Regions from separate parts of the Mus musculus genome. Here all the other regions are linked to region 1. Evidence: chromatin contacts called from public HiChIP or PLAC-seq, capture Hi-C and promoter capture Hi-C data. All regions are on one chromosome and are shown on one strand. Each heading gives the region's core, a stretch centred on a gene start, on an enhancer-like site or on the middle of the called end of the contact. The rest is flanking DNA. Distances are from core to core; before and after follow the strand shown. Region 1 holds the start of Clec9a (C-type lectin domain family 9, member a). Region 2 has its middle 28 kb from the start of Klrb1c. Region 3 holds the start of Klrb1c (killer cell lectin-like receptor subfamily B member 1C). Region 4 holds the start of Klrb1b (killer cell lectin-like receptor subfamily B member 1B).

Region 1 (4,867 bases), core at 707-3,206:
ATATTTATATATTACTACAACACACAGCCTTAGAGGAAACATATTTAATGCCCAGCTAAACATATACAGAAGGTGAGACCAGCCTGTACCTACAAAAATCAAACTGTACCTACAAAGTCTCTCTTTTCCCTTATACTCGTGCCTGAAGCATATAGTGAAACAAAAACAACCCAGATTCTATGATCAGAGCACTTCATTTCAAACACTCAGCATGAAACCAGCTAAACGGACTTCTCTGTGCCTGACTTAGAGCCAACTTACCCTTCTGCTTCACAGAACTGTAGTAAGGAAGCAATACTGTGATCTGGCTTTAAAATAGTTTTTAAGAACACATTGAATAATAAACAGTAAATATTTAAAACAAACAAGAGCAGAACACTACATGTAGCACATGGGTTTTTTTGTTGGGAGAAACCAATGGCTCCCTTGCAGACATTTCCCTGAGAGTGGATTGTCCTGGGAAAACACTATTCAAGCTTTGGTTTCAGTGCTGCTAAAATGAGAAGAGAAACTGGAAAATGAGTAGTAGCTCATGAAGTCTGGCTCCTGAGGTTAGTTACAATATTATTTGTTGGTGTGGTTTCTTCCTCTTTTCTCCATCTGGTAGAGCTTAGAATATGCAGAGGGTTATCTGGAGTTCAGTTACTCTGTTTTCAGGCCAGGAACACCACAGGAAATGTTGGCAGAATGTGCTAGTCCGTTTCCATTTGTCCCTAATGACCCCACCAGCTACTCCTTATGTCTCAGGAAGCTAAACACAAATGAATACATTTTCCGGGCAAACTGAGCCTCTGAGACACATGGGTTATGGTCAGAAGTATAATTCAGATCCCTTATGTGTCTTAGATTGATAAAACTTGATGATCTGTATACCAGCCCTTCGCTGTAGTGAGGCAGACCACGAAGTCCCAGTGAACATTCTCCTTACTGTTTTAGGCCATAGGGTGACAGCAGCCCTGTAGTACATATGTCAACATTGATCCCCTTCTTTCTTTCCTATTAACCTTTTCCAAAACTGTAGTCCTATTAGTAAGTTCCCTTATATCACCTCCTGAATGTGCCATTTGTGATGAAGAACGATTGATCCAGTGAGACTCTAAAAATAAATAAATAAATAAATAAAAGAACACAATTGAGAAATGACCTTTGGACATAAGGACAAGTAGCCTAGAAATAAATGGTGTCTAAGAGATCAGAGTTCTCAGTACAAATGCTGTAGTCACAGGATGTGCTGAAACTGGTCATCCATCCATTAAATAATTGATTCCTCCTGCAAGAGCAAAGTTACCTCTGGACAATGCTGCCAGGAAAACCCAACCTTCATGTCCAATATGGAAATGCAATGGATAGAGATGGCTGTGATTCCCAACACTCCCAGATTATGGCTTTCAAGAAGCAAGTGTGGGTTCTTCACCTTCTCTTTCCCTTTCCCATCATGGCTCCAATATTCCAGAAGATGAAAGAAACCCAGGCCCCTTTTGGGAGAACTAGTATCTCTGGGTACAAACTATGAGGGAGATCTAAATGTTGCCAGTGTTGACTGGTATTTTGAAGTTTACTTATAATAACAGTCAGTATTACCCTAATCAGCAGACTGATTGGAAATAAATTTAGGGATGAAATCTCTCCTAAGCTTTCTTGTTTGGAAATCCAAAAGCTATGTACAAGTTGATTTGTCTAGATTTAATGGCCTTTATCTTTATTCGCTGCATCATCTTTTTGCTTCATAGTTTATAGCAAATAGAAGTCCATACTGTGCAGCTTACCTCCAGCATCTGATACTATGTGGAAAGCAGAGCAACAGTTTAATTTGGTAGTAGCTATTTTGAGCTCAATAATTCTCATTTCTTCATTATTGAGTTATGTTTCAGTATAAGCTTCAAAAGTTCCACTTTCTGGATGATGAACATCCTTTAATCCCTGTTGCATTTTACCACTGTGAAAAAGTAGCCAGTTCCATTTCTTGTACCAACCTACTCCTAACTACAACCGAAGTTCTTTGTGCCAGGCTCCTATGTAGACTGCTTCACCACTCCAAGCACCTTCAGCATGCATGCGGAAGAAATATATACCTCTCTTCAGTGGGACATTCCTACCTCAGAGGCCTCTCAGAAGTGCCAATCCCCTAGCAAATGTTCAGGTAATAAATTTAGAATGCTTAGTTGAAAACTATAATTTTTTTCTGTTTGTATACTGTGATAAAACCAAGTGTTTCTCCTAATCTGAGATAACCTCTTTAGCATATTCTAGTGTGCCTGACACATTCGTCAGCATGGAGGAGTAAGTGAAGGGCACTCAGATCAGGAAATGAGATATATTCTCTCAATTTGCAAAAAGTAAAAGAAATCATACCACTTAAATTATTTTAGCTTTTACTTAAAACAGGCAGCAAATTATCTGAAAAATAGTAAGAAATGTTGAAAAACTAGGAAAAAATGTCTTCAGCTGATGCAGTTATGTTTTTAGTATTTGATAATTGTTTCTACATCTTATGCTACCTTTTATTTTTACAACTCTACAGTGCAAAAAGATTTGCAAATATATGTTTTTGTGTATTTTTATTGTCACTTCTTTAATTCATCAACTAGGTGTCATACATAACCTCATACAACAAATAATTAGGTGGGCTTAAAAAGCATTTTATTATATTTTCCCAAGTAGTTTCATTAATTAGTCTTTAGTATCGACTTGTTACAAATTAACTAAGTGAAGCTAACTTTCCTAAATCAGATCTCTAATATAGTATTAGCTTCAGAATATCTTTTGTCACATAAAACACCATTTCAAGGTTTCAGGGATGACCCAGAGTCATCTCAGGCAAGACATTATCAGGCCTATTAAAATATGTAAGGACAATTTTTTATTAGTATGAATAATGTAATAAGCCAAATAACTCACTTTTCTTCCTGGACGAATTGTATAATTAGCCGGAAATGTTTGTTCATTTTTCTAAATTACTCATTAAAATTAAAAATACTTCAATGAATCATGTTCAAGAGATGCTGAAAACAGGTAAGAGAGTCTTCATGTTAAGAATAGAAGGTTTTCTGGTTGGTATGAATGAGATTATTGAAAAATACTAGATAGGTAGACAGACAGATAGACAGATGGAATTAATTTTTAAAATCACAATAGTGTACATTAGGATTGAAGAGAGGTGTTATTAAGTCTATTGTATTTGGTATTTTCCAAGTCAGATATAGCCCATGCTATAAGGTTCATCTGAGAGAATTTAAGCAAAGATTTTCTTAGAGTTTCAAATCTTTGCATTTCTCCAGTAGGAAGGCCCAATCCTTCCACTTATCCTGACATTATTACACCTTGAAAATACTTTCTCTAACTCATGTCATTGCCTGATTTCACATTCAGGAGCATGGTGTGTTGTGACGATGATTTCCTGTGTGGTCTGTATGGGCTTGTTAGCAACGTCCATTTTCTTGGGCATCAAGTGTAAGTACAAAAGCATATCTTCAGTGTTACCTGTTAACAACACGGGTTATGAATTGTTGTATTATTATTTTAAAAGTTCACATGTATAAATGTATGAATAAATAAATTAAGATCTATGTAAGCACACGTAAATGGTATACAGTCAGTTAGACTTATATTAAGAAGGAGTTCACATGGCGAGATAAAAGAGTCTGGTAAAAAGAATGCAATTAATTTTTCTAGAACCACTGTATCACTGTAGAGTGATGTATTTATGTGGTGTTTCCCATGAAAGCAGAAGGTTAACAATCTATTTATAGATTGTAAACTATTTATAGTTTTTGAAAGATAATCTACAAATTATATTCATATATGTACAGGCACACTGCACATGTGGACACAGGATTTTAACAAGTACAAGCTAGATGTTAGCCAGCAAAGCTTGAGTAGCCATTTCCAAAGTGTGTGCAGACTTGTCTCTTTCCCTCATCCTCTTGTGTTTCTGGGTTTTCTTTAACACCATATGCCAATTAAGTATTAATTTGAAAACATTATAGTATAAACATATTTCCAAAGAGATCAGTTTTCTTTGTGCCCTTTCCATATATTTTCATTTTTCCAACTCATCCTTTAGCTACAGTGTGTAGCATAATATACCCAGTAATTTTGTTTGGGAGATTTAGAAGTATTTGGTTCCAGTTTCCAAGGAGACAACATTTTTCAGTCATTATTCCTAACTTGTTGAAAATTAATTACAATTCAAACACCAATAAAGGTAAAATGTTTGCTTCTTATCTAGAGTAAAACTCCAAGCACAAGTCTTCCATTCTCATGTCTATTACCATATGATGCACTTAATGCCATGTTCTCTGTCCATTACCATCTGATGCACCCCATGCCATCCAGAGTATAATAGCAAAGCAGATACGACTTAAAATAGAGCTCATCCAGTAAAGTTCATCAAAATATGAAAAGGATGTCTCAGGTTTCTAAAAAGATTATTACATTTCAATTGCTATCTCTACCAGGTTATTAATATTATAAAGTAAAGGATACTAGTTCTTCACTCCTAACTCTAGGTAATGTCCAAGTCAAAGTAGAAACAACAACAAAAAAGGGAAGAAATTCATTCTCCAAGTATATACAGAGTTCTTAGATTTAAGATTTAACAAGTAATTAATAAAAGTAAATGCTGATGAGACACACCTACCTTAACATAAAAGTGGCTGAACATACAAGACAGGAGAAGGAAGTACTTGCAAACCACATACCCAATAATATACTTGAACCTAAAGTTGATAAAACTCTGTAAGAACTCAACAAGCAACCAAGCCATTCCGTTGTCAGATGGAAAAATAACATGACAACACATTTCTCCAAACAACATAAGGAAGTGCCAGGCAAGGATGAAAAACAAGGTTTAAGATCTTTAGCTATT
Region 2 (4,867 bases), core at 1,262-3,761, 650 kb before region 1:
GAGTGTGTGAGTGAGTGGATCTCTGACTCTTATGCCTGCTTTGGGGCTCTATTCCTTCTGTTGGTTTCCTTGTGCAAATCTGATGTGATGGCTTTTGTTTTGTCCTAATATATTTATTTTATTTTGTTTTTGTTGTGTTTTGTTGTTATCTTGTACAAGAAGACAGTTCTTTTCTAATGAGAGACAGAGAGGGAGTGGATCTGGATGGGAGAGGAGGAATGGGGAAATGGAGAGGAGCAGAGGGAAGAGGATTTATTGTCTGATCAAAGAATCGATTTTCAGTAACAGGGGGTAAAAAGGAAAAGAGAAAAGAAACTCTAGGGATCCAGTGTTAAAGCTGTTCAGCAGCCCCCTTAGTGTCTGTCACACCCTGTGCACTGCATGCAGGCAGGGAGCTCACTTAGGAGAAACCAGAGCTCCTGCTGGTGTCTCTGAACTCTGGCCATTACAGATCCAAAGACATTTCCTATTTCAAGGAAAACAGGAACTGTCCACCTTTGGAGCCTCTGCTTCTAAATCGGCTTGATCCGGTTGTTTCTCCTGTCCTAGGCAGCTTAAGCATCCAGACCTGTCTCAGCTCTTCCTTACTTTAAGCTGAGGCTTCCAGCTCTCCTGGACTTGGGTGCACACGAACAAAGGAAGGACCTAAGGAAATGTTCAACATCCTTCGTCATCATGGAAATGCAAATCAAAACAACCCTGAGATTCCACCTCACATCAGTCAGAATGGTTAAAATCAGAAACACAGGTGACAGTAGATGCTGGCAAGGATGTGGAGAAAGAGGAGCACCCTTCAACATTATGAACTAACCAGTACCCCAGAGGTCTTGACTCTAGCTGCATATGTATCAAAAGATGGCCTAGTCAGCCATCACTGGAAAGAGAGGCCCATTGGACTTGCAAACTTTATATGCCCCAGTACAGGGGAACACCAGGGCCAAAAAGTGGGAGTGGGTGGGTAGGGGAGTGGTGGTGGGGGGGATATGGGGGACTTTTGGGATAGCATTGGAAATGTAAATGAGGAAAATACCTAATAAAAAAAAAAGTGGAACACTCCTCCATTGCTTGTGGGATTGCAAGGTGGTACAACCACTCTGGAAATCAGTATGGCAGTTCCTCAGAAAATTAGACACAGTATTACCTGAGAACCCAGCTATACCACTCCTGGTCATATACCCAGAAGATGCTCCAAGATGGAATAAGGACACATGCTCCACTATATTCATAGCAGCCTTACGTATAATAGCTAGAAGCTGGAAAGAACCCAGATGTCCCTCAACAGAGGAATGGATACAAAAAATATGGTACTACTCAGCTATTAAAAATGACAAATTCATGAAATTCTTAGGCAAATGGATGGACCTAGAAATATCATCCTGACTGAGGTAACCCAATCACAAAAGAACACACATGATATGCACTCGCTGATAAGTAGATATTAGCCCAAAAGCTTGGAATACCCAAGATACAATTCACAGACCACATGAAGCTCAAGAAGAAGGAATACCAAAGTGTGGGTGCTTCGGTCCTTCTTGGAAGGGGAACAAAATGCTCACAGGAGCAAATATGGAGACAAAGTGCAGAGCAGAAACTGAAGTAAAGTCCATCCAGAGCCTGTCCCACCTGGGGATTCATCCCAGATACTGTCACGAAACACTGACACTGTTGTGGATGCTAAGAGATGCTTGATATAGCTGTCTCCTGAGAGGCCCTGCCAAAGCCTTACAAATATAGAAGTGGATGCTCGAAGCCAACCGTTGCACTGAGTTCAGGGTTCCCAATGGAGGAGCTAGAGAAAGGACTCAAGGAGCTGAAGGGGTTTGCAACCCCATAGGAAGAACAATAAAATCAACCAACCAGACCCCCCCCACCTCCCACCCCCAGAGCTCCCAGGGACTAAACCACCACATGGCTCCAGCTGCATATGTATCAGGCATCAATGGGAGGAGAGGCCTTTGGTCCTATGAAGGTTCAATCGATGCCTCAATGTAGGGGAATTGAGGGCAGGGAAGCAGGAGTGGGTGGGTGGATGGAGGAATACCCTCATAGAAACAGGGGGAGGAGAGATGGAATAGGGGGTTTCCAGAAGGGGAAGAAGCCAGGTAAGGGGATAACATTTGAAATGTAAATAAATTTAAAAAAAAAAAATCAATTGAAATTGATTGCATTGCTTAAAGGCAACGGAAGAGAGACGGGATTTATTTGTTTTATTTAGTTTTTCTATTCTTCCTTTTTTAAAACTATTACTTTTTAATTTTGCATGCTCACTCGGTGTGTGTGTGATATAAGGCAAAAAAGGTGGCTGGAGAGACAGCCGTGGGTGCTGGGAACCGAACTCTTATATTTTTGGTTGTGAGCCTAGCCTTTAACGGCTGAGCCATCTCTCCAGCCCGCCCAGGAGGCACATTCTCGAGCTCATGTAGCTACAAGGCGTGGCCGTACGTCATTGCCATTGATCTTTCGTCATTCCCCGAATTCCTCTCAAAACCAAATACAAACAAAACCGAACTCTTGGCGGCGACCATTTCTCGCCGGCCGACTACTGATCGCTGCTTCGCCCGTGTAACACTAGCAAAATGGAACAGAAGGGTCGGGAGAACTGAGGACATGGATTGGAAGAAGGGGGTCGTGTCAGGACGGAAGCGTGGCGTGGGGAGAAGACAGGAGGGTCGGGCGTGTGCAGCTCTGCGTGGACAAGAGCGTGTGAGCTGCACTGGTGCCTATGCGCCCGAAGGACGCGAAGGATGCGATCTGGGTGCGTGGGCGTGAGGGTCTGTGAGGAAACTGGGTCTCGGAATGGTGTCAGTTCTAGAGATGTGTTTGGGGGTGGCGTGTGGCCGTGAATTTGTCTTCGTGTTGAACTTAGAAAAAAAAAAAAAAAAAAAGGTGAATGTTTTCCAGGAGAAAATTAGGAATTAAAGAAAAAAAATGTGTAGACCAGGCTGTCCTCGAACTCCAGATCCTCCTGCCTCTGCCTCCTTCAGCAAATCCTACCGGCCTGCGCCACCAGAACCGGCGAGCGTTGCTGCTGCTCCGATTCTACTTAGCTATGTATTCTATGACATCACCGCTTTCTCCAACGAGGAGACTATAGGGTACAACGCCCAGCAGGCCTTCGCCCCAAACCGCACCGTCAACCTGGCTCATGAGGTTCTCCGCCAGTCTCACGCACACTTCCCGCCTAACGTCAGCCACTCCTCACTCTAGGGAACCGCAACCTCATGAGCCCCGAAGCCTCTTTTCGCCCCGCGCCCCCTGCCGGTCACCCCAGCAAACACACTCCCGCACCTTCAGGCGTGCATTCCTCTGAATTCTCTGTATTCCTCCTTGGCTTGCGCTCTCTTGCAGTGCCCAGGGCTTTTTCTAGGTAAGCAGACACAATGGTCCAGGTAAAGAGACTGCAGAATTAGATCTCTAGTGTGCTGGTGAGGGCAGGGGAGTGTGATAAGGTCTCAGGGTGTCTGCTGGTGACCCTGTGTGCTCCGATGTTTCTTTCATTCATTTCCTTCCATTTGTCCTCATCTTTCTTCCACAGTCCGGAAGAGCCATCTGCTTTTCAGTTGGTTCACTTTGGTGTTTGTTGCATGAACTGGAAAACTCCAAAAGCCTTCAAATGCTTAAAATGTTAGTAAAACACTTCTCTGTGAGTGTTTGTGAGGACGTGTCCGGTGAACATTATTAGACTTTGAGGGGGTTAAAGGAATGAATGGGTAAATCCCTGGGCGGATTCAACATAGGATGGCATTTTGAAAGCACAGGTAAGAGATTGTGACCTGGTGGAGTCAGTAGTTAACACACAGCATATCCTAAGAGCACCATTGCACCCCGGGGCCTTCTCTGTATATCCCACTTATTGTATTTAATATGAGATGCTTCTCTTTCCTCTGTACCTTCAATTCATAATTTGTGCCCAAATTCTTACATATTTATTTTAAATTATTTAATATGTAATAATTATTTTCTTTAATAACATTTAATGTTTAATAATACTAATAATTTTTAAAAATACATTTTATTTCTTTCTTTGTTTGAGTGTTCCAGCTGCTCTACTGTGCCTTCACGTCCTGACATTCTATCTTCTACTTGCTCCATTCTCCTAAGGAAGGTTTTTCATTGAGTCTTCTCAATGTGCGCTAGGTTCACAAGAGAGCCACTGCGATGAAAATGAGAACACAGCCACTGGACTGAGTGATGCCCTTGCATGTACAGAAAACTTGCTACATCCCTTCAGCTTGCTAAGCCTTCCCGGAGGCCTTGAAGGAAGGACAAAGAGACCATAGTGCAGTTTGGTCTCTACCAAAATGCCACGGGTGACCTTGCAATACTCCCCAAGGGGTCCTCCCCTTCTTTACATAACAGCCATTTAAACTCAGCCTGTGGGTCTAGAATAGCCTTTAAAACATATGTCACCAGGCAGAGCTGTGTCTGGCTAGGGTCTGCTCTGGTCTGGTTCTCTCCACCAAGACTGGAGTCCTCACACAGTAAAAGCTGCTGCTGTCTGAAGGCGCCCCTTGTCCAGAACTGTGAGTGTCTCTAACAAATGAAATAATCAGGTTTCCAATTTTATCTCCATTTCATCCTGCATTTCCTTCAGTGTTTATACGTCTTTACTGAGTGCACCTCTCTGGTCCTAGAGAGTTCATTACTCCATTCAGCTTTTGTCTTTTCTTGGACCTCAGTCGGGACTTTATTCCTGTCCTCTTTTAGTGCATTCAAGGGGTTGTGACCTCTTAAACCCCCTTAAGCCTCAACAAGCAGACCTCAAGGCAGGAACCTGGAGGCAGGAATGGAAGCAGGGGCCACAGAGGAGTGCTGCTAACTGGCTTGTTTCCCATGGCTAGCTCCGTTTGCTTTTTCTTATAGCCCA
Region 3 (4,867 bases), core at 1,385-3,884, 620 kb before region 1:
TGGGCACCGACAGGCATCTGCGAAGTTAAAAACCTTGTAACTCATTTAAGCCAGTACAGAACATCTGGACTAACAGTTAAAGGTGATTTTGACTAACAAGGACAATTGGATTCAAGTAGAGGGTCGGCTGCAGATATGAGCCTTTCTCCACCATCTTAAAGCAGAATTCCAGGAGATGAACTCTCTGTTAGGTTCAGCTGTTTGCTTTGATAAAGCAGGACTGAAAGAATAATACTTATGTACGTATTATGCACAAAGGAGCATCGGCTGAATCAATCTCGATACATGTGATTGAGTGCTGTCCAAAAGTAAATGGTATGTTCTATTTTGGGAAGGGAGTCAGAGCATCTCTAAGGAAGATCCTTTAATCAAGAGATGCTTTTGATGCTCAGTTTTGTGGTACTGATGACTTTCAGTGCTAATGACATATGATTCTATTCCTGGACATGAAGTCTTCTTCACTGCTGTCTACAATGATCTCCAGTTTTGGATCAAAGGCGTGGCATCCAAGGAGAAGCATCTTGTGATTTCAGACAATATTTCAGTATTTCAGTTGTGTTAATCCCTCCTTATTGGCTGAATTCCAAAGCCCTCAGTGGATAGAGGAACTGAAACTGGCCAGTACCAGACTCTATGTACATTGTTTTACACACACACACACACACACACACACACACACACACACACACAGAGAGAGAGAGAGAGTGAGAGAGAGAGAGAGAGAGAGAGAGAGAGAGAGAGAGCATACACTAAGTACATATTATACAATGAGGTTTTCACAGCATTCTTTCCTACACTTTAAAGGCAGGGTTACCCCTTAGTCCAGGCTGACTGCTAACCCTCTGTGTGGCTGAAGATGACCTTGAGCTCCTGATTTTCCTGCCTCTGCCTCCCAAGTGGTGGAATTATAGGTGTGCACCACCCAGAACAAGTAGGGAATAGGAGACTATAAAGTACTCAGTCCTAAGTGGCACATCTGCATCTCATCCCACCGCAAAACAAAGCTCTGCCATTATCACAGAAGAGGGGAAAGAATGACTGCAGAGCCAGAGATGGTGGACAACTTCAATGAAACACTGTCTTTCAGACACAGTAGGGCAGTTGCATATATGAATTCAGGCCATTTGTGATAGCCTGCACAAGACCTTCGAAAGCTCAAGTCAGGTAAAGGCCCAGAGTAGTCGGGGGAGTTGGGCATGGAGTTCCAACGTCATCTGGGGAGTCATTGACAGCTGATGGCTGCTAGGAGTGGGAGAGTCAGTTTTGTTCAAGGATACAGTCCCTATGAGGCCACCTGTGCTCCAGGTCATGACCTTAAGCCCATGCACACACTGGCAGTGCTGTCTAGACTCAGTGGGAAAACAAAACCCCAAACCTTCAGCTTCTCAAGTCATGTCTTCCATGTTTGCAATCATAAACAGGGAAAGCAAACACTTGCCTGCACCTACCACACATAACTGGCCCCTCAAATCCCCCTCTGGTCAACAAAACCCTCCACTTTCCCAGACCCTATGTAAAGTTTATAATGCAGTTTTGGTGACTTTTTTCTCTGTACTTTTTTCCTGATTTTTTTTTTTCTTTTTTTTTCAGTTTTTTGAGACAGGGTTTCTCTGTATAGTCTTGGAGGTCCTGGAACTCACTTTGTAGACCAGGTTGGCCTCGAACTCAGAAATCTGCCTGTCTCTGCCTCCCAAGTGCTGGAATTAAAGGCATGCACCACCATGCCCGGCTTCCTGATTTTTTTTTTAACTATTTTTTTTTATAGTTTCTGACAAACAGCCTTAAAGAGTTGTGGGTTTACATTCTTGACACAGTATAGACAGGCTAGATTTTAAGCACTGCAGTTTTAGATAAGGAAACTCAGTTATGTCACTGAACTCCATACCATACCATGACCACTGTAGACATACTTTCGGCCTCTGTGTCTGTCTCTTTTCATCCATCCCTAAGTCATGGTACCCTTCATAAATGCCTCCTATCAGTCTTCCACATTTCTGGCAAACAGGGTGCCACATCCCTCAACTCCTCCAGTGCTCAGTGCTAGAATGGCATGGAGAGGAGTCGTGGTGTTTGTGTTCTGCAGAGAAGTCTGGACCAGGCAAGACGCTTTATAGTGAGTCTGCCTGCCAGAAGAATCTCTTTCCTTGTAGATATGAAATATCTTCAGGATCTTGTGGCTAAAGTCAAAAGAATACCTGCTCAAGTTTCACACTGACTGACTGATTAAAGATGGAACCAGTGAGCTTTTTATTAATCCAAAGTTGTAGCCATCTACACTCTTCAGCGCTGGTAGATGGTTGCTCACTTTCATAGCAATAACTTAAAACTGTAAGAAAAATCATAACTCTGGAAGATATTCTAATGTTACAAGGAAAAATAAAGTGACTGACCTGGGGGAAGAGATGGGGGTGACTCATGCCAAGCCCCCAGTGTCCTGGGTGGCTTTAAACCGAGGTAGATACTTGCTGTGTCCATTTCACAGGAGATGCAACACTTAACTGGTGGTGAGAAGGGACAAACTCCAAGGCCTTTGAGGTGAAATAAGCAAAAGAAAGTCCTCTGTGAATGCTCTGCTCTGTTCCCACACCCACTGATTCCTGTCTCTGAGGGTTTCTCCATGGTTACTGACTGACCTTGCTGTCTGTCCCACCCACACAGCTTACACACTACTGTCTTTTTTTTTTTTTTCTGTGTTCTTCCCTCATACAAAACACCATGACCACAGCTTTCCTTCCTTCCTTTCCTCCTACTTCCCCTTCCTCTCCGCTCCCCCAGATCCACTGCTCCTTTGTCTCCCTTCAGAAAGGAACAGGCCTCCCAGTGACATCAACTGAATACAGGATAACAAGATGCAATAAGACTGGGCACAAATCCTCTTACCAGGGTTGGATAAGACAGTGCAGCAGGAGGAAAAGATTCCCATGAGCAGGGAAAAGAGTCAGAGACACTCGAACTCCAACTGTTAGGAATTCCAGAAGAATACCAAGCTGACAGCCATAACATATATGCAGAGGGCCTAGTGCAGACCCATGCAGGCTTTATGACTGCTGCTTCAGGCTCTGTGAGTCCCTATGAGCCCTGCTTAGATGATTCTGTGGGCCATGTTCTCCTGGTGTCCTGGTGTCCTCCATGCCTCTGGCTCCCACAGTCCTTCCTCTGCCACTTTCATGGGGCTCCTGTGCTCTGCCTAATGTTTGGCTGTGGGTCTCTGCATCTGCTCCCATTACATGTTATTGTCTTAAGAAAGGAAGGTGTAACATGTGGTCTTCTTTTGTTCTGAATCTGGTAACCATTTGTTTTGAGTTATTCTCTCAAGGTGAATGCAGCCGAGGGTCAGTGAAATGCAACATTCTTCCTCAATTCAAATTTAAGTGACTGATTTTTACCAATTTACCAGCAATCAAGATACAATATATTATTGTAAAAATAAATAGTAATATGTGCAAGTCCACAGTTATACGTGACATGAGCTGAAGCTCTAAGATCCTCCTGAAACATCCATGCTGTGAAGGAAGCTGTGAGATGTGGACATGTCATGACTGTGGGAAGAATTCATGACTGACACAACAGGAAAAACACTGAGGGCGGAGCGACACCTGCAGCTCTGGCTCTACCCTGTCCTGAAGGTCCAGGTGGGTGTAACATCATTCACCTGAGTGAAAGGACTTCATCTGTCAGAGCTCAGGGAGTGGAGGACTTGGGTCTATGGGATGTGATAACTCCTCCAAGGGTTTCCAGGCCTAGAGTCTTAGAGCAAGGACTACTAATGCCGAGTCACACATTCACACATTATAAGTGATAAAGAAAAGCAAGGACTTCCTTAAAGTCACCTTCTGTGGTCAGAATGGAATTGTACCAGGCACTCATCACTAAATGACAGTGCAGGTGTCAGCTGGCTGAGAGTTCCAGGAGACAGAAGGTGCACACTCATAGCATATGCCACAAGATCACTGAAGAAGGAAGCAGGGGGAATTATATATGAGGGCCTCACAGCTCACTTAAGACTCAGTGGGGCCTCCTCAGCTGTCTCTGATGACAGCCATTTTACTCAACACAAGGCTGAGCATAGGGTTCTGCACCATGCTCCATCTATTTTTTTTTCAGTCCTCGTGAATTTGAGGCAAGCACTCAATTGCCTATGTTCCTGACGCTTCATGCTTTGCCTAGACCGAAGATTTTAGCAATCACACAATATTTTTCATCTTTAGTCATGATATTTTACAGTCAAATATAGAGAATCCATGAAAATGGATTCAACTTTTAGTACATAAAAGATTTCAGCATATATAAGAACCTCAAGCCTTAGTATATAAAGAACACACCCAAATGCTTATTAGTGATGCTTGTTTCTGCCCATAATCCCTTTCCTTTGCCAAGATAACAGGAGCCTTAGGTGGGGAGTGTGTGAATAAACTCTGCAAATATTTAGGTGGCTTATAACCACCTAATAACCTGGAAACCAATGAAAACTGTGGAGATGCGTTAGAAAGGTCAGGAAGGAGAAGGCTGATGCTCTTAGCAGAAGATTCAAATGGTGCTTTGAGGACATAGAGGTTTTACTGAGTTCTGAAGGTGTCTATGGCTTCTAGGAATCCACAGTGGCCTTGTGAAAAGTCACAGTTCTGAGGTGTGATGTTCTCTTTAACAGGCACTGGCTAAGGCGTGAAGTGACCAGAAGTGCCCAGAGTCTCATGTGTCTGTGGGCACAGCCAGCTGAGGTCACTGTGCTTGACACAGAATCTAGAGAACAGCACCGAATACCTGCATAACCACTACACAGGCCGAATACCTGCATAACTACTACACAGGGAAAAGCCCATAAAACCCTCTGAGAGTTCATACTTAGGGAACTCATCCAGCCATCTTA
Region 4 (4,867 bases), core at 1,324-3,823, 580 kb before region 1:
TCCCCTGCAACACCACAGGCATGTTCTCCCTTTGCATTCGCAGGTCCAGCTTCCTAGAAGACTCATCTCTCAGACACTGAGCCTTGGTCCCCAGCATCTTTGAGCGCTGGACTCCAGCATCATCTCCCTAAAAGGCCTGCCTTGATGACTCTGTTTGACATGATGCTGTCTCTCAAGACAAAACTCTCAAGTTCCACCTAGATGCTTTTCTTGTTGGCATTCAACATCTCAAAGTTGTTGATGCAAGTATTTATATCACTGATTTTAAACTTCACAATAATATAAAATCCACAGGGAGAAAGATGTTTTCCTGTTTCTTCATGGCTATTTCCCCAATGTCCAGAGCATTATTTATCTTATAGTAATTAGTTATCTCTGAATGAATGAACAAACTCCAGGGGCGTTCGTACCTATTTTACCCATTGTACTATCAAAACAGACCTTTGGTCATTTAACCACAAAGAAACTAGGTCACTGCCCCCGTCCCCCTTTCCGGTCCTTTTTGCTGGCAGATCTAATCGTGGTGCTTCGAGCTTACCACAGTTTGAGTCCTTTAGCTAACAGGTCTTGGCGGTTTCACAGTTACTATGCCAGTGCGTCAGCATTTTCTCTTCAAATATTATGCTCAAACATTATTTTTATTCTAGTTATTTGTTTCTTTTCTTCAGGTTTATTTCCAGATTAGTAACCTTTAGGATAATGATTACTTCTTTTTATCTGTTTTAAAGACTTCCTAGACACTTTTTATGAATTTGGTTGTGAGCCTAGCCTTTACCGCTGAAACATCTCGACAGCCCTCTAGTTTTCTTGATTTGGGATCATAGACAGTAGGATTTGAGGAAAGCATTATTATTTTTCTCTATATTAGTCTTCTTTTTTTATTAGGTATTTTCTTATTTTACATTTCAAATGCTATCCCAAAAGTCCCCCATACCCACCCACCCCCACTTCCCTACCCACCCACTCCCACTTCTTGGCCCTGGTGTTCCCCTGTACTGGGGCATATAAAGTTTACATGACCAATGGGCCTCTCTTTCTAGTGATGGCCGACTAGGCCATCTTCTGATACATATGCAGCTAGAGACATGAGCTCTGGGGGGACTGGTTAGTTCATATTGTTGTTCCACCTATAGGATTGCAGACCCCTTTAGCTCCTTGGGTACTTTCTCTAGCTCCTACATTGGGGGCCCTGTGTTCCATGCAATAGCTGACTGTGAGCATCCACTTCTGTGTTTGCCAGGCACCAGCATAGCCTCCTAAGAGACAGCTATATCAGGGTCTTTTCAGCAGAATCTTGCTGGTTTTCTTATACCATTTTCAACAAGGTCTTTTCTCCACTTTTGTTAGGCATGATGGGAAAACAAAGACTTGCTTTTTCCCAACACAAAATAGCTGACACCATCACTCCCCGTGGAGTTATCTACCAGGCCCTCTTCCACTCTCCACTGACCCTTACGTAAACATTATAATGAAATTTATTTGGTGACTCTGAGACTTTCTCCTTGACTCAAACCTTTGACAATTTAATAGTTTCTAACAAGAACCACTAAAGTTGGAAGTCCACATGTTACAACACATAGAGAACATCATATTGGAAAACAACTGCCCTGTGTTCAGTTAGACAGCAGACTAGAATTTTGTTTTCATGATTATTTTATACACTCTCTACCTGAGTTTCTGTTCTCTTACATCTCAGCCATCCTTATGTCACATACTTCACCTCTTGGTAGACTTCCACATTTCTTTTGCTAGAATCATTAAATCCTCTGGTGGACAAGAGTGCTACTTTTGGCCAGCATTGAAAGATTAATTCCCAACTGGCTCAGGTAACTTGTGGTTCCTCCACTTATAGCTGTTATACTTTGCAAGAGAGAAAGAACCAGCTTTTTAACAAATTGAATAAATTTTAATATATAAAAATTACTGGCTTTTAATTTAATTCAGACCTTTCATTTTTACTATGACTTTCCCCACAACGAATGTCTTCCTTTTCAGGCGACAAAGACATTAACAATGACGTCTACACACTTCACTGTGAAGGGAGAGCTGGGGTTGCCACCAAGGTAGAACGGGATCGTAGTGTCCATGTTCTGTAGACGAATTTGGAATTAGCAATGGAATGCAGCAAGTATCTCTTAAACCACCCCTTGGCTCATGGGAGTAAAATATTCTTTCTTAGAATTCTTAGCAAAGGCAGAATAGGAGAAGTAATGTTCGGATTTCCTTCTGACTACACGAGTAAAAATGGACTCTATGGCATTTGTAGAACTGTGGTTTTCTGCAGGCAGGATAGCTATACTATTTAACTCTAACATATACCTGCTTGTCACCTTTAAATCAATGACTTACACCCATAAGTTTTGGAGGATAATCTTAACTCTGGAAGATAATTCAAATGCCAGAAGCAAGCTGCTTACCTGGGGAAAGAGATGGAGGTGAATCATGCTTAGGTTCTTGGATCCTGGCTAGGTTTAAATCTGCATAGACCAGTGTTGTTGAATCCATTGTAGATGGAGGGACTTGACACCGGCCTCGTGAACAGGGACAAACTTTGAGTCCTGTGAGGTGAAATGAGCCAAAAAGGAAGTCCGCTGGGTATGCTGTGCTGTGTGTGTCCACACCCGCCCACACTGGTGGCTGAGGGTTTCTCCATAGCTATTGACCTGGTGTCTGTCCTACTCTCAGGCTTCCTTTTCTTTTTTTCTTTAGACAAGAATGTGCCACATACAGAACGTACGGTTTGGTTTCTAACAAATTTCTGGAAAGGTCTTTCTTATGTTCTTATTCCTCTAACCATCCGTTATGAGTTATCCTCTCAGATCTCCAATGAGTGAAATATTTATCCTGAGTTCAAATTTACCTTTCCCTCAGCCCCCAGGGATTAAGATGTGTGACATTTTATTCTATGTTATGAAAATGTGGATTAGGACACAAATGTCCACGGTACTATCTGACGTGAGTTGAAGCTCTAACATCCTCCTGAAATTTGCATACTGTGAAGGGAGCTGTGGATTGTGGAGATGCTGCTGTGGTGAGAACCCATGGCAACACAACAGGAAAAGCAGCAGGTCCCACTCAGTGCTGTTCTGAGCTAAGGGCTCCATCATTCAGAGCTCAGGGAGTGGAGGACTTGGGTCTATGGGATGTGCTAACTCATCGAAGGATTTGTAGGCCTAGAGCCTTAGAGCAAGGACCACAAATGCCCCCATGTCGGGTATTGTCATATCACAAGTGAAAAAGAAGAAGAAAATCAAGGATTTCCTTAAAGCCACTTTCTGTGGTCAGAGTGGAGTTGAACAAGTATCGGGTACTGGCAGCAGTCTGCTGGCTGTGAGTTCTAGGAGACAGGGGATGTGTACAGACAACTTGGGGCTCACACTCATTTTTCCATGACCATAATGACTATGAAGTATGGGTAAGCCTGTGTTAGTATCTCACAGATCACTTAAGACACTGTGAAATGTCCTCAGCTGTCACTGATGACAGTCCCCTCACTCAATACTCATGCTATTGAAACCTAAGACTTCAACAAGTGTATGGGATTCTCCAGACTTGTCCATCCTGAGAGATCCTATGTATTTATTTTGCTCAGATTACTAAACCTAGCAGGCAACAGTACTAATTTCAACCAGTGCTGAAATGTTAGTGTATATATAAATTTCAAATACATCAGGACCTCAGGCTTTAGTATATATAAGAATCACCTGAAAGTTTGTTAATAATTCACTTCCTATACTTAACCCTCCTCTCTTCCCTAGATATCACGAGTATCTTCAGTGGGAAATGTGTGAATAACATTCCAAATATTTGAGGTGGCTCATGGATTATGCTTAAGCAAACAGCCTTCGGGTCAGTGAATAAGAGGATAGATTAGAAAGATCAATAGAGTACAGAGAAGTCTGAAGCTGAGATTAGATGAAAAATAAATCTTTGAGGATTGACGTTTAAGGTGGTTTTTAGGTTTACTTTATTATTGTATGTGTATTGGTGTTCTGTGGGTGTGAGCTGCCATGTTGCCATGTAAGGTGGGAATTGTCCCTCTGGAAGGACAGCTGGTGCTCTTGACTACTGAGCCATCTCTGCAAGCCCAACATTGAAATGTTGCATGTTCTGAAGCCTGACCATGATGGATCTACAGTGGCCTTACTAAAATCAAGAGATGTGAGGGGAGATACTTTCATCAGCAAGTGCTTCCAAAAGCCTCTAAGCCACAAATCGTAAAGAAACTAAAAATAACAACCAGTGACGATTGTTATTGCCCATGCAGCTGATAGACCACTTTTCCTGTGACAGAGTGGCAGGGGCAATACCAAGTACTGAAAGTAGTTTTTTTTACAACAGAAGTTTTGTTATGTGGCCATCATTGAACAGATAAAAATAAAACCCTCCTGAGAATACATGTCAGGAGAATCTGACTGACCAAAGTCATCCGATCACCTAATTGCCCAAATGATAGTTCCACCGCAAAATATGTCAGATGTCAGGACTATAATGATCTTGTTGCTATAAAATATAAGGAGTGTGGGCAGGTGTGTGTAGTTGTGTGCAGAAGAATACAATGTGATATTATGCATATACAACGTGTTATGAAATCTAAAGGGCTTAAGGCGTGAACGATTGTATGTGATCCTGGGTTTTATTTATTTTTATTTGTCCATGTCCGTGTATGTGTTTATGCCTGGGTGTGAACACGGTGTATGTCTGTGTGGTGTATGTGCATGTGTTTGGGAATGTACACACCTATGTGCATGCCCAGAGGCCAGAGAAGAATTTTGGATACTCTTTCTTTCTTGTTCCTTTGATGCATGGTTTCATTTGGAGCTTGTAATGACTTTGTGTTTGCAGCTAGTCTGAAAACCAACAGCCT

What was found. Promoter capture Hi-C pulls out the DNA fragments that hold promoters and counts their contacts. HiChIP or PLAC-seq counts read pairs in DNA pulled down with a chosen protein or histone mark. Capture Hi-C pulls out chosen DNA fragments and counts their contacts.
Region 2: an H3K27ac HiChIP or PLAC-seq map of microglia shows a contact between it and region 1, with 8 times the contacts expected there. The contact joins the enhancer-like site here to the promoter of Clec9a in region 1. A contact is called at or near these places in 3 of 39 promoter capture datasets (the 3T3-L1 cell line, cranial neural crest and neutrophils) and 3 of 115 datasets of contacts at active chromatin or transcription factors (large pre-B cells, microglia and pro-B cells).
Region 3: a capture Hi-C map of macrophages shows a contact between it and region 1, with 5 times the contacts expected there. The contact joins the promoter of Klrb1c here to the promoter of Clec9a in region 1. A contact is called at or near these places in 4 of 39 promoter capture datasets (the C10 cell line, cranial neural crest, hippocampal neurons and 1 more), 2 of 115 datasets of contacts at active chromatin or transcription factors (bone marrow-derived macrophages and pancreatic cancer cells) and 1 of 9 other capture datasets (macrophages).
Region 4: a promoter capture Hi-C map of pre-B cells shows a contact between it and region 1, with 3 times the contacts expected there. The contact joins the promoter of Klrb1b here to the promoter of Clec9a in region 1. A contact is called at or near these places in 10 of 39 promoter capture datasets (the 3T3-L1 cell line, the HPC-7 cell line, cranial neural crest and 5 more), 2 of 115 datasets of contacts at active chromatin or transcription factors (astrocytes and bone marrow-derived macrophages) and 1 of 9 other capture datasets (adipose tissue).

Annotation. Positions count from the first base shown.
Region 1 is chr6:129,406,906-129,411,772 of GRCm38.p6, forward strand. Clec9a (C-type lectin domain family 9, member a) reads left to right here and starts at 1,957. Exons shown (of 7, transcript NM_001205363.1): 1 at 1,957-2,140; 2 at 3,370-3,450. The coding sequence starts at 2,050. It also overlaps a transcript of Clec12b not described here.
Region 2 is chr6:128,757,785-128,762,651 of GRCm38.p6, forward strand. No RefSeq gene overlaps it. Among named protein-coding and RNA genes, the nearest start is that of Klrb1c, 28 kb to the right of the region's middle. Within about 2 kb of position 2,512, at least 357 of the 459 cell types and tissues checked have an H3K27ac peak or open chromatin away from gene starts, as enhancers often do. A contact at or near this core is called in microglia, neutrophils and pro-B cells, where this site is marked.
Region 3 is chr6:128,786,007-128,790,873 of GRCm38.p6, forward strand. It overlaps Klrb1c (killer cell lectin-like receptor subfamily B member 1C), which reads right to left and starts at 2,635. Exons shown (of 6, transcript NM_001159904.1): 1 at 2,391-2,635; 2 at 1-17. The coding sequence starts at 2,619.
Region 4 is chr6:128,823,742-128,828,608 of GRCm38.p6, forward strand. Klrb1b (killer cell lectin-like receptor subfamily B member 1B) reads right to left here and starts at 2,574. Exons shown (of 6, transcript NM_030599.4): 1 at 2,418-2,574. The coding sequence starts at 2,505.